2 separate regions of the Callithrix jacchus genome follow, and region 1 is linked to region 2. A link is a contact called in public Hi-C data. All regions are on one chromosome and are shown on one strand. The core of a region is the stretch at or near the end of the contact, and the rest is flanking DNA. Distances in the headings are between cores, read along the strand shown.

The links. A called contact is a pair of places that touch in the nucleus more often than the background predicts.
Region 1: a contact with region 2 is called in a Hi-C map of skeletal muscle, with 5 times the contacts expected there. The contact joins two enhancer-like sites. A contact is called at or near these places in 2 of 3 Hi-C or Micro-C datasets (both in skeletal muscle).

Annotation. Positions count from the first base shown.
Region 1 is chr4:27,239,613-27,245,724 of calJac240_pri, reverse strand. It overlaps SLC22A23 (solute carrier family 22 member 23), which reads right to left. Exons shown (of 11, transcript XR_013533801.1): 3 at 1,389-1,543. It overlaps LOC144582043 (a long non-coding RNA gene), which reads left to right. Exons shown (of 2, transcript XR_013533804.1): 2 at 5,247-6,112. Among named protein-coding and RNA genes, the nearest start is that of SLC22A23, 45 kb to the right of the region's middle. Within about 2 kb of position 4,589, at least 3 of the 16 cell types and tissues checked have an H3K27ac peak or open chromatin away from gene starts, as enhancers often do. A contact at or near this core is called in skeletal muscle, where this site is marked.
Region 2 is chr4:26,917,799-26,924,586 of calJac240_pri, reverse strand. PXDC1 (PX domain containing 1) reads right to left here. Exons shown (of 5, transcript XM_002746262.6): 5 at 2,342-3,453. The coding sequence ends at 3,336. Among named protein-coding and RNA genes, the nearest start is that of PXDC1, 28 kb to the right of the region's middle. Within about 2 kb of position 3,891, at least 2 of the 16 cell types and tissues checked have an H3K27ac peak or open chromatin away from gene starts, as enhancers often do. A contact at or near this core is called in skeletal muscle, where this site is marked.

The DNA of each region.
Region 1 (6,112 bases), core at 3,340-5,839, 320 kb before region 2:
AGCTATTCCATTTTGTCCAAGTTCAGAGCTGTCCCCTTTTATGACCATCTATGTGGGAGGAGGACTGGATTGCCTTCCCCCTGTGAGAATGGAAGCCTGGCAAGGACAGCTGCCTGGAGCAAGGCTCCCAGCGCGCACCTGCGCATATGTGGGCCAAGGAATGCCTGCAGGCAGGAACAGGAGGCTTCTCTAGAAAAGAGCTTAGACCTGTTCCGCTGCACAGACTGACAGGGGTCAGGGCCATAGACAATGGCACAGGTACTTTGCCCGAGGAGGTTCAAGCCCAACAGTCATGTTATTTATTCAAAGAAACAAAGTCCCCAAATACCATCACCCAGGCCCACTCATCTTGTCTCGCATATCTTCCTAAAGAACTCCCCTAAGAGACAAGGGTTCTAAGATAAATGCAAATCAACTGGAAAAGGTGATTTTTAAGAAACTACAATTCAGTTAAATGTTGATACAACTGCCGACTATGGATCTAGAAGAATAGTAGTCTTTTTCTGTGTCTGCTCCTTCCTGTGACCATAAAACTATGTTCTGAATTGATTATATTTCTAGTGGAACAAAAATTTTAGCTATCTAAAAGAAGCCTTTAATATGCAAATTTAAGAGAATTAGAACTATTCTTATTTTGTCACGGTGGAAATTGCTACTTAATCTATACCCGACTCCTACGCATGTTGTCAAAGAGAAAGACAAAATATATCGTAAATCTTACAGTATTTCCAACAGATCTTTCCAAAAAGTGACTAAAAAGTATGAAACCAGTAAATATGTGAAATATTCTTGCCTAAAACTCTCCTTCTTCTTATGGGTCTGTGGAAATAAGTGAAACGTAACTATATTCAGCAGAGCTAATATGGCCAACAAACAAGAGAAATGAATGAAAGAAATGTCTCATGCTCCTAAAAAGAGCAAATGCTACCAAATCTTGCCATTTACTTTTCTAGTACCAATGCTTAGGATTCAGTTCCAGACCACTTAAGGTCACATCTGGGGACATGAAAATGTGGAAAATTTGGATTCTGTATGGATACCCAATTATGCACCAGATAGAAGCACACAGAATGTCAATGCAGAAAATTCTGGAGAAAAGCCAAAGCCTCCCCATACCAGGAAAGGGCTGATCGCCACTTCTCCAAGCAATTACGCAACCTCCTATGTCCTTTGATGTGCTCTGAGCCTGAGCTGGAGATCAGGATTGAACGAAACGCTGCCCGGCCTCACCTGAAAAGCCTCTTTCACAACACTAGAGGCCTTTGGTGTTTGTTTCCAAAAGCTGCCATCCCAAACAAGCAGCGTGCCTAGTATCTTTCCCAGGACCCCCCAGGCAACAATACTTTTGCTAAATTCTTGCGAGACTAGTCATGAAGGTTACTACTTACGTAACGCATACAAGGTGAGAATTATTCCAGCCAGGCAAAATCCTTCAAAGAACCTGAGTGTGCTGAACATTGTCACATTCACTGACAGTGCCACAGTCAGTCCAAAGATCAGAATGAAGATGATGGAAAACAGCAGCACAGGCCGCCGGCCGACCCTGCATATGGAGAGGGAAAAAGGTTAGGAATCGTTGTGAAATAAGACAGTGATGCTAGATGCTGAAACCCAGTGTCCAGCAGGCACCCAATATGTGTTGAATGAGTACTGGGCAAAAAGTACTGTGCCAGCTCCACCCACTTCACTAGATCCTAAACTGCTAGGGGTAGAAAGGGAGATTTAGCCCCTAATTCTTGAGATAAGGAAGCAGGGATCAACCAACTACAGGGTAAGAGAATTCAGACTTGAGCCCAATCCAATTCCTGTTGTGGAGTCTATTTCTGAGTGTATAGTGATATAATTCAAGGGAAGAGGGACAAAATTAATAACTCTCCAAACAGGAACCTTGATACGCCCAGCATAAAGAGTCTTGAGCAATCGTTGACCTTTGGGACTGGATCAAAGGTCAACATGGTCACCAAGCCAAGGGGCTTTGTTTCCTCTCTCCGGGTTGTTAACTAAGTCAGATACCTGATACCTGATCCTACATACAGCCTATCTGAGTGAGGGCCAAGCCATCTGCCAATTAGTTTCAGCTACATGACAAGAAGTAACTTTTAAGGGATTACACACTAAGCTAAGATAGTGTGAACTGTAAATGCCCCGTGACCTCATAGTGATCTGAGAGTGCAGCCCCTCGGCTGGACTGAGGGGCAGGGAGCCCCGGCTGCAATGTTTCCCTGGAAAGGGCCACAGAAACACTAAATCTGTGGGTTCTGGAGCTGGCCCCCGTTTCAGATCAGTGACCACTAGGGGGCGATGTGCTGCTAGAGTGCCTGGGAGGACAGTAGAGGGTGGTCTAAAAGTCACCAGTTCCTGTGGTCCCTTTCCATCTCTCCTTCATTAACCGATTAAAAATAAAACAACAACAAAAACTCTCCATCAAACACGATTGGCTCAGTCTAAAGGATAACTCAGAGAAATGGGGGCAGAGTGGATGCTGTCTGCTAGGATAAAAAAGGGGGAGAAATCTAGATCTAGTGCCCCCAGTATCACAAAGGGTAGTTGAGGGGCTTCAACTGTCCTAGGCATGTTTATGACAAGGCATCTACATCCAAATAAAATGCCCAGAAAGGACAAATACACAGAAAAAGAAAGTAGATTTGTGGTTGCCCAGGACTGGGGGGTGATGTTTCCGTCATCCTTTGAGGGGATAGGAAGGTTTTAAATTCAAAATGTGGTGATGGCTGTACAGCTCTGCAAATATACTAAACTCACTGAATTGTGCACTTAAAATGGGTGGGTTTATGGGATGCAAATTATCTGTCAATAAAACTGTTAAAAAAAAAAAAACAACAAGCAAGGCACAGCCTTCCGTTATGGAGACAGATGGAATTTTAAGAAAACACAGGGAAAGGAACAACAGGATGAAATTTACTCAGAACTTTTTGTTCTAACCATTCCCATCAGTCACCCTGGTTTAGCGAAGCAAGCCGAGGCGAGGGGCTCCATGTAAGTCAATAATCTCACGTAGAGATTTGAGCCAGTACTTTCCCTTGTCTGGTGCTGGGGTCAGGAAGCCCTTACTAGGAAAGACTGTGTAGCTGATTTTGTCCAAATCTAACTCATTTACAAAAATAAGTTTAAAATACAGCTTTAGTCATTCTCCTAAAATGAAGGAAAATGAACTAACTCTAACATCGTGCATTACCCTTGGCCTCCCTGGTCCGTAAAATGGGGATCAGCATCCTATGTGGTGGAGTGTTGAGGTCATTCACTAGGGGGGATGAGGGGAACAGATGCAACGCCTGGTACAAAGTGAACAGTAAAATGTTTTCGTGTTCATTTCTTTCTACACTTCTACATCCCTGATGCCTACCAAACATGGCTTGCTCTGTTCTGATGTTTCAGAAAAGAGTTTTGATCTTTTTAAGAATGTGGCAACCATTCTAAGTACCTGCCTCCCAAATGGTTGCTAAAATCAAGAAGTAAAACTTATCATCAAGGTCTACAGGGCAAACAGTCTTTGAAGTCAGAGTGTGTTGGTTCTGAATCCAGCCAGGATCATCACTTCTGAACTATGTGATCTGGAGTAAGGCCAGGCTTGTTTGAATGAGCCTCGAGTTCCCTTTGGTAAGGGCCAATTAATCATTACTTCATAATGATGTCGACAGGAGTGGATATGAACAAATGCTCAGCAAGCATTCGTTACATGTTAGCTACAAGTATGGATGGTTTTCACAGGAACTGGCTCCCAGAGCAGAACCGCCTCAGAGAGGACTGATAAAGTCACAGCCTTTGTCTGTAATGCAGAGGACTTTATCACTTAGGATCTGTGGTGGGTAGAACAGTGGTCCTCAAATATGTCCATGTCCTAATCCTCAGAACATGTAAGTATTTTACTTTTCATGGTAAAAGGAATTCTCAAGATGAGATTAAGCTTAAGGACCCTAAGATGAGGTGACTTTGCAGGTAGGTCCAATCTAATGACAAGGAAAATCTCCCCTGGCTCCAGGGAACCAGAGAGGTAGTGATGTGAGAAGGAATTGACTTGACATTGCTGGCTCTGAAGATGGAGGATGGGGCCATGAGCAGGTGGCCTTTAGAAGCTAGAAAAAGCAGGGAAGCAGACTGTCTCCTAGATCTTGTAAAAAGGAACACGGCCCTGCTGACAACCTGACTTTAGACCAGTGAGACCTTTGTTGGACTTGTGAATTGCAGAACTGTTAAGATCATTCATTTGGATTATGGAAGCCACCAAGCTTGCAGTAATTTGTAACAGCAGCCATAGAGAACTGACACAGGGTCTCAACAGGAAACAGAGGTCCCACTCAAATGAAGTGACTGGAGGAGATTTTAATAAAGGGATTATTTATAAAAGAGTAAACAAGCTATGAGGAAACCCACAAGAGATGGTGTTTGACCTTATGGCTCTTGACAGCAGGGAGTAGGGGAAGGACGGTCCTAGCCCCAGAGAGAATGAGGTTCTATGTGGAGGTCATGGACAGGAGGTGGCTGGCCCCTCCAGCCTGGCAGAGAGCAAGCTGGGCACACAAGTGCCTGACCTCACTCTCCTCTCCCCTGAGGATTTACAGCTGCTGCTCCCCACTGGACATGCTCAGCCAGGAGCTGGAGGGCAAGGGGTCCTCCAGGGCAGCCCATACTGGCCAGCTTCCCAGGGTGGGCTGGGGAAGAAGGGAGAAGCCTGCTGCAGTGACAAAGGCCGCGAAGAAGGGAGTGCATCTCTGGGGCTGCAGGCCATCATCTCCCCCCACCCACCTGAACTAGCAGGTTTTATACCAATGCCCAGTGAACATCCCCAGACAAAACTTAGTGTCAAAAACAGTCACTTTTTAAAGAAAGACGAGTACTGTTTAAATGTTGCTAAATGCTGACTGCAGCTTTAGGAAGCATACTATATGACTTAGTCAACTTCCCCGTGCAGCCATGAAACAGGGCTCACAGCCGTGAGGTCTGGAGTTCCCTTTCAATGGGTTTATTTCCTTTTAAGCAAGGTTCAAGCAGGGAATAAAATGCCAGAGAATGGGGTTGGAAAATACCAAGCTCTCAAATGGAAAGGGAAGCCCACTCAAAATGTTCAAAAACCACCACTCAGGCAGTCTGCCCCTGATTCCCAGGGTACCCCCTCAATCTGGCCCATCTGATGAGGACCCTCAGAAAAGCAACTGCAGAGAAAGGGTTTGCGATGTCAGACCTCTGGTTACTCAAAGAGCAAGACCCAAACTCTAGTCTTTTGTCCTCAGGCCTGGTGTGTGATCAGGGAGGCCACATCACATGTGTGTACAACAAGAAGAAAGCCAAGAAAACAACCTTTAAACAATTTCAACTATTACGGACTGCTTCATTAATAAAAGTCGATTTCTACTTTTCTATCAAATTATTTCTTGAATAAGGACACTAATACCCGTCAAGTCTGCATTTTTTTTTTTTTAGAAAGACGGTGACATGGATTATATTAGTATATTTTTCTAACCTATATCAGTGGAGATTTCTGGGAAACAGCATATTTTAGACCAATATAGCTCACAATAGAAACCTATGAACTCAAGTATTTGGTTTAAAAAATAAACCCCGTGTTGCCTCCACCAGAGAAAGCCCGCAAGGGGTCCCCCGCATAGGTCTCCAGAGGTCACTGACTGCTTCTCTGCTGCTGTTCACAGAGAATGTGTCCATGAGAGGCACTTGCAAGTGATGATGAAGCAGATATCGAGCACACAGGAAATCACATTACATGCCAGCTCAGGGAACTCCCAAATAGAACGCTGGTTTTGGCAGAAATTTTCCACATGTGTAATGTGACCCTCTGCTGCTGTCCACCCAGGCCAGCATTCTCCGTTAACTGAGGTGCAGAGGTCACAGGACCTACAGATTTGCTCTGTATCACTCTGGGCCCTTATTATGTCATCAGGCCAAGATGTCCTGATTCACCAGAAAAAAAAAATCCTTTAAAGAGAAAAGAGTGCAAGCTGGGGAGATAGTTAGAGTGTGCCCCTCTCCTGAGCAGTCTCACTACTTGAAAAACCTGTCAACATTGTGCAATTGCCTCCCTGCCTGGACACGTCACCGCTGCTGCTCCTGTGACCACAGAATGTCTTAAATAAAAGCATGG
Region 2 (6,788 bases), core at 2,642-5,141:
CTAGAGGAGAATACTGGTCTGTGGAAGGCACAGAGGACAAGCAATTTTAGTTGCAATAAAAAGAAAATTATAATTTTATAATTTATAAGCTATAATTTCACAGAATGCTTCTTAAATGAAAGCCAAGAATGTGTTCTATCCGCAGCAGGAGAAACTGGTGAAGGTTAGGACACATTGCTCAGGGCAGTTTGGCTGCCAACACCCCCACGTGTACTTCTATTAATAAATGTTAGACCCATGAGAACTGTATGCTCACAAATGAGCCCACAGGCGGCTCTGTTACCGGGTAGCTTGTGCTAGAGAGCATCAATTCTGCAGGAATCATCATGTGATGAGCCTAGGTGACGTTTACATTGTGCATGTGTCACTTTAAGCAGGCCTCATACATGACAATGAGCATTTATCACAAAACGGACAAAGAAGGGATGATTCCACGACCCATAAACCACGTATGCCGAAAGCACTTTTCAAACAGGAAACTTGGGTGACTTAAATGATTTAATTTGGCAACGGGAATTTGTTTGACCTGCCCACCACTTCACAGGAGCCTAAGGTAGTAAATGGAGTTTATGACAGCAGCCTTCACGCAGTTGTCAGTGACTGAGGGCAGTGTCCAAGCCACGGCTGCCAAGCGTCTCTTGGTTGCCAGAGCAGCACAAACAGCATGAGAGCCAAATGAGGAGAAAAGCCAGTCCCCGGAGGACGGTGCAGGCAAGAGTGAAAACTCACACATGAACCTGAACTGCTCTGGTATCGATTTTCTGAAATGACAGTTTAGAGGCTGAAAATTCACAATTCTTTCACTTGATCAAGTTTTCAATCTATTTTTCTTTTTTTGCCAACACTTTGAAATTGGGATATTTCACAAAGAGTCAGATTTCTAGCTTTCATGGAAAAACTAGGAGGTCCAGCCATACCAGGCCCATACTTCCAGGCAAAACCGCCAGCTCAACTGAGCAGTGGTAGCTGCTCCCTGGCTGCGGGGCCTGAGCACTCCTGTTCGCCAGTCCCCACCATGCCATACTGCTCCCAACAGGGCTGCTGAGTGCTGGTAGGCATGTTCATTGCACTAAAGAAACACTCGTTTGTACTCGGGGCTCTTTCGAGTGTGGGAATATGAAAATTGGACTTACATGTTTTTCCAGGAAAAAAAAATGGAAGCCAGAGAATGCTCTGATGTGTTTAATAGGACAACAGATGTCCAGACATCTTACCCCTACCTTCAAGACCTCGCTGTACACCGATTAGGGAGAGTAAAACTTCTTCAGTGAAGGCTGAGCCAGGGGATGAGGCTGGGGAGCCAAATTCAGGTCTTGGCAGAGGAACACAGCCTGAGCAAGGGGATGGCTGAGGAAGATGCGTTGCAGTGACTGCATGGCTGGAAGAAGCGCCTCTCAGACGGAGAATGAGACTAATCAGCGAATCAATCCTTGAAAGTCAGATGGGCAGTAACTGAACATGTTGATCAATTCTAACCTTAGCTACTAAGCAGGAAGCCCCATCCTTGCACAGAACTGAATTAGACCCATCAAGAAAAAGGCAACTGGTCAACCTGAGTCTGCTGCCTACTAGTCTATTTGAAACCAAGATGCTTTAAACAACTCAGCTGGAAGGCAAAGGGAAATGAAAAACCCAAGGAAAGCCCATGTGCTTTGTGTCCGACCTACCCTCTGCGGGAAGACTGAGCTCGTTCGGAAAAAACCGGACCGCAGGCTAGAGGAAATTCCTTAAGTTCAGGCTTTATTGAGAGGAAAGAGCCTCCGGGCAGGCCAGCCGGGACGAAAAGGAAAAATGGCCGCGCCGCTCAGAGGGGCAGGGTTGTTTTATAGGGGGCTGAAGGGCTGGGGGGTGGGGAAGCCAAAAGCCGAGGTGGTGGGCAACTGTTGGTCAGTTTGAACTGCTGGGCGGGAAGCTGGGCGGCGGGAAGCTGGGCGGCGGGAGGGCTAGGGCCGGTATGTAAAGTGAGAGATAAGGGAGCCTCTTTGTGGGGGAGGGAAAGAGAGAGAGATTTTGCGGTAGGGGCAGAGTTTTCCAAACACTTTGCAGCTGGGTCATCGAAGAGATTTCCTGTGGCTGCCAAAAAGAAAAATGGAAGAAAAAACCCTAAGTCAACCCCCTTCTTCTTCCAAAAGAAAACAAGCTGTGTGTTCATTTTGCAATGTGTGCAGATCATTTCCCTAGGGTAAGAACATAACACACTTTCTAACTCATGGAATGTGACAGAGTGGGAGGGGCCAGGCCCAAGGAGTGGGGGTATTTGGTTTCCACCCCGTCCCAAGGCAGGGGACAGAAAGAACCACACCTTTATACTTTATATGCAAACATCTTGGACAGACCAAAATAGAGCACAGATTTTATTTAATTAAAATAGATTAAAAACAGACTGTGTAAAAGAATTAGAATTCTCAATAATTTACTATTATTTACATTAGCAAATGTCGGTCATTAGTAGACACTGCGAGCAGAGATGCTGGAAGAATGGGGATCCTCTCCTATGGGCAAGGAGCCCGGCTTCCCTCCATTCCCGTCCTTTAGGTTCACGATGGCAACTCTGTCAATGAGCACACCAGGGTAGTGTGGCTGCAGCACTGGGACCCTCGCCGAAGGCCCGGAGACCTGGCAGGCCAGGAAGAAATTCCTCTCCTCTGGGAAGAACCACCAAGGCTCGCTCAGTTCAACCTCACACAAGTGTCTGGTCAGAATGCCTTCCCCGCCCTGCAGCCAATACCCCACCGTGCTGGGCCTTCTGCAAACACTCCTACGGTTGACCCAAACCCAGTTTCCAGATAAAAGGTAAAAAGCAACAACAAGAAGCTGCACATCCCAGTTCTCACAGAAACCCTGGATTACTCAACATCCCCTGCCTGTGGCATCTGGAATGGTGACTCGTCAGAATCTCCCTCAGCACGTCTTATGTGTTTGCCGCGGGAGGGAACAGTGGGGAGCCAGGGTGGCCGGGGGCACTACGCCACTTGACCAAGCTGGATGCAGCTCCTAGGAAGCAGTCACAGTGAGAGCGGGCTCACAGGAGCTGTCCCGGACCTGAAGCGCGCAGCCCTGCAAGCACCAAGTGGGGAGTGAAGACCCTCAGAACAAAGGCCCTGTGGCCTCTGGGACGTGGGCTCGGATTGCTGGAGACTCTGCCATCAGCCTGGACCACTAGAAGCCCCCGCTGCTCCACTCGCAGGACACCCCGGTCTCCTAGCGTCAGTGGGGCCTGGGTCGTCTGGGAGGTCCAGGGCTGGGGCAGCAGCTGTGGCCATGGGGGCCAGTACAGTGGACAGCACCGGAGCTGGCAGTGAAGGGCTGAGGCAGGGGAGGCCCCATGGAAAGCCTCAGTCCAAAATGTCTGTCTCGAAGGGGACCAGGTGGTAATAGGACAGGTTGGTGACGTAAGCTGCCGGGTCGTCCCCGTCCTCCAGCTCTGAGGGAAACTCACTGCCGTTCTCAAATCTGAAAATAGAGAAAACAGAGGTGAGGGCTGGCTCATTGCTGGGATCACCACCAAACATCCGCTGGGCCTGTGAGCATGGCTTTCAATGCCCACCAGGAAGTGTGCAAAAAATCATGGCTACAAATTAACCAGTGAGCTGGCTCCTCCTCTGAGACTGCCAGAGCTTGTGGTTTCCACTGCCTTGGAGACGGCCATCTGTATTTGCTTAGACACTCCTTAGCGAGGCCTCCATTCAAGCCTTCATTCATGGGGTGCAGATTTTCACCACTTGTTCCATGCCCAGCAGGCTCTGGGATCAGCTGTGGACAAGGCAGGCAGGGTCTGTCCTCAGGGAAGAGGTGCTTGCCCCGTGCTAAGCCCTGGGGACAGCATGGAAAGAATGGTCACGGGCTCATGGCCTGACCACAGCGGCGATGGCACATGTACCCATAGGAGGCTGCAGAGGGAACAGGAGGCTGGAGAGGAGCTGGCGAGGCCTGTGGAGGTCACGTGGGGAGACACCTTCTAGCGGGGAAGTCTGCATGTGGGCGCGTGTTTCACTCAGGCTCTGGCAGATGAGAAGTATCCAAATGTGGGGGGCTTACATGGGGTGTGGACAACTAAGGGAAGAATACAAACCCCAAACAAGGGGATGTAAAAGCCCCCTATACTGACTCCCCACTCATTGTAACTGCTTCTACTCACTCTCCAGCCCCGGCACGGCCTCCTAAGCTAGTAAGATAATCCAAGTCTTAAAAAGGGCATAACAAAGAGAAAAGCACAAGAACCTTCTCCCCAGGAAGGGGGACGGAGCAGTGCTGCAGTGCTGCATGTGCTATTGCCATTTGCCTCAACCTACGAATCAGCCCAAACCAGGGAGGCCACCCTGCTCTCCTGGGAGCCACCTCAGGGCTGCCTCCTGCGCCACTCCCAGTGCCTGGAGGTGGCCCTGGCCTGTGGACAGTTACAGGAACTCAGCCATATCTGGAAAGCTTTGCTGTGACCAGGAAGACTGCACAGTCTTGGGCTCCTGGCTGGACACAGAAGAAAGCAGGGCCAGCACATGTCCCCTAACTAGGACACTGTGTGAATTCCACTGACCTCAAGGGGGAAGACAGCTTTAAGGCGTTTGGATAGGAGAGGCTGAGGCCGCAGAGGCGGGCCTCCCCGCTGCCTCCATGGCCAGGCCTGGAGTGTGGGGGTCAGCCCCTGCCTCGGTTTCCCTGTGCTCACAGTCCTGGCACTGCGAGGCTGGGGTGGAGGCCATGGCACAGAGAGCCCTAGCTGTGGGTGGGAGAGCTGTGAGAGCTCAGGGGGACAGAGCAGTCTCTCCCACTTCATCCCAGGGAATGAAATCTCTTCCCCAAACCAGGGCTGAACGGAAACCCAAGGGGGAACCTTGGACGTGCTGAAAGGCTCAAGTCAGGTGAGGGGCAGGTCCACAACACCTGCACAGTGTCCCACCACCTGCCTGTCCTCCCTGCCCAGATCACAAGATGCTGGAGACATGAGGACAGAGGGGGACTGGGATGCTCAGGGAAAATGAGTCACGGACTGAAGCCCCTGGAGGTCCCCACAGAACTGCCCAGTGCCTTGGCCCTGGATGACCTCCCAGAAGTCGGGCAATCCCTTCCCCAGCTGAGACTGTCACCTGCAGAGGCCTGGACGTCCCCCCGGCCCCATCTCTATCAGATACAACCATTCCCTGAGCACAGGGCACTGGTGCCCACTCCCCCCTGGGGCCAGACTGGGGGCAGCCTGCTGAGACTCTGCTGTGGAGCCCTGCCCTGGATCTGGCAGCACTGGGCTCACAGGCTCAGGCCAGACGGTCGGCCTCAGGTGCCCATGAGGACAATCAGCCTCGGGTGCCGGCGAGGACAGCTGTGTGGGGAGGTGAGGCCTCCAGCTCTGCAAATGGCATCTCTCTGTGCTGTTAGTCGCTCTCAACCCCCACCCCCCGACAGCAGGTGCAGTGTAGAAACAGATCGTCCCTGAGACACACTGCAGCTGGACCATCAACTCCACTGCACTGCCCGAGATGGAGCAGCCAGAGAGAGGCCCAGAGCCTGAGCCAGAACTCCCTCCAAATGCTCCCCTGAGCCCCATGGCAGGCGCTTCTCTGTTAGGCTTTCCTGGGATCATGGAGACTTTCCCAGCCCTCTCTCCCTGTGAGCCAGGCATCCCAGCACAGGTGGCCGCCTATTCAAGACCTGCCATTCCTGTCCACACACAGCCCGGGCAGGCGCAAGAGCCAGGCCTCCTCCCGGCTTTCTTCCCTCTCCATGTGTTCCTCCCCAGCTCCGGGCTGTTCACAGTTGAGCCTGTCTCTTAAATCTGGCCTCATTCCAGGGTGCCGAGGGCCTCTTGGAGATAGAAAGGGGTGCCTGTGGAAACACTGCAGACTCAGGGCCTGCACAAATGGTGATGAGGAAGGGTCCCCATCTGCCCTCGCCCCCGACAGTCCCTGGCCAGTCACTACCCCTGCCAAGCCAAAGGGCCTCTTTCTTTCATTCATGGTTAACTCCAGCCTCATACTTCCAAGGTGCCAGCCTGCGAGCATGGGGGACCCACAGGAAATGAGGGAATGAGTTATGTTGGGGTCAGGGCAAGGCCGGCACAGCTCCTGCCACCGGCAGCTCATGACCCCATCCACTGGGGAAGATTCTCGAACCGTCTACCCAAGAGACATGCTTAGAACTGAGAACGTGGGGTCTGTTAGTAGGTGCCAGTCACACAAGCCTGACAGGGACTGCCCCTCCATGCTCAGTCACAGAGCAGGGGTCAGCAGAGGAGGCTCAGGCCACTAGCTGGAGCCCAGGCTCAGGCTGGGTTCACATCCCGCAGCCGGCAGGCCTGGATGTGGGTTTTGGCACACATGGCCAGCCTAGTCCTAGTTTCAATCTGCTGCTGTGGAGGGCTAGCAAATGGGTGGGGCTAGACCTGGGCCATCCCCAGCCTATGTCATTCCTGGGCCCACAGGGAGACTCTGCAGCCAGAGCTGCCTCTGTGGGGGTCTCAAGCCGGATGTTTTATACTCATCCTCTGCGGCCTTCAACACAACCCAGCAGAATGGTCCCGTGAAGGTAAGAGGAGCCAGGAGAGGTTAAGTAACTTTTTGAGCTCATGCAACCGAGAAGCAGCCTGGAGTTGGCTGTATCAGGAAAGAGAGGCCAAGCTGTCTGGGGACCTTGGTGCCCCCATAATTCACTAAGAAGATGCCTGGAGGAGGGCCAAAGCTGAGGCTGCTGCGCCTCACAGTGCCCCCAGTGTTGGGCTCTCTGGAGCATGTGTTACAGTCAAATCAGAGAAAGAAAGCGTGGAGAAGACAGTGCTGGCTTTGGCTGTCCAGCCTTAG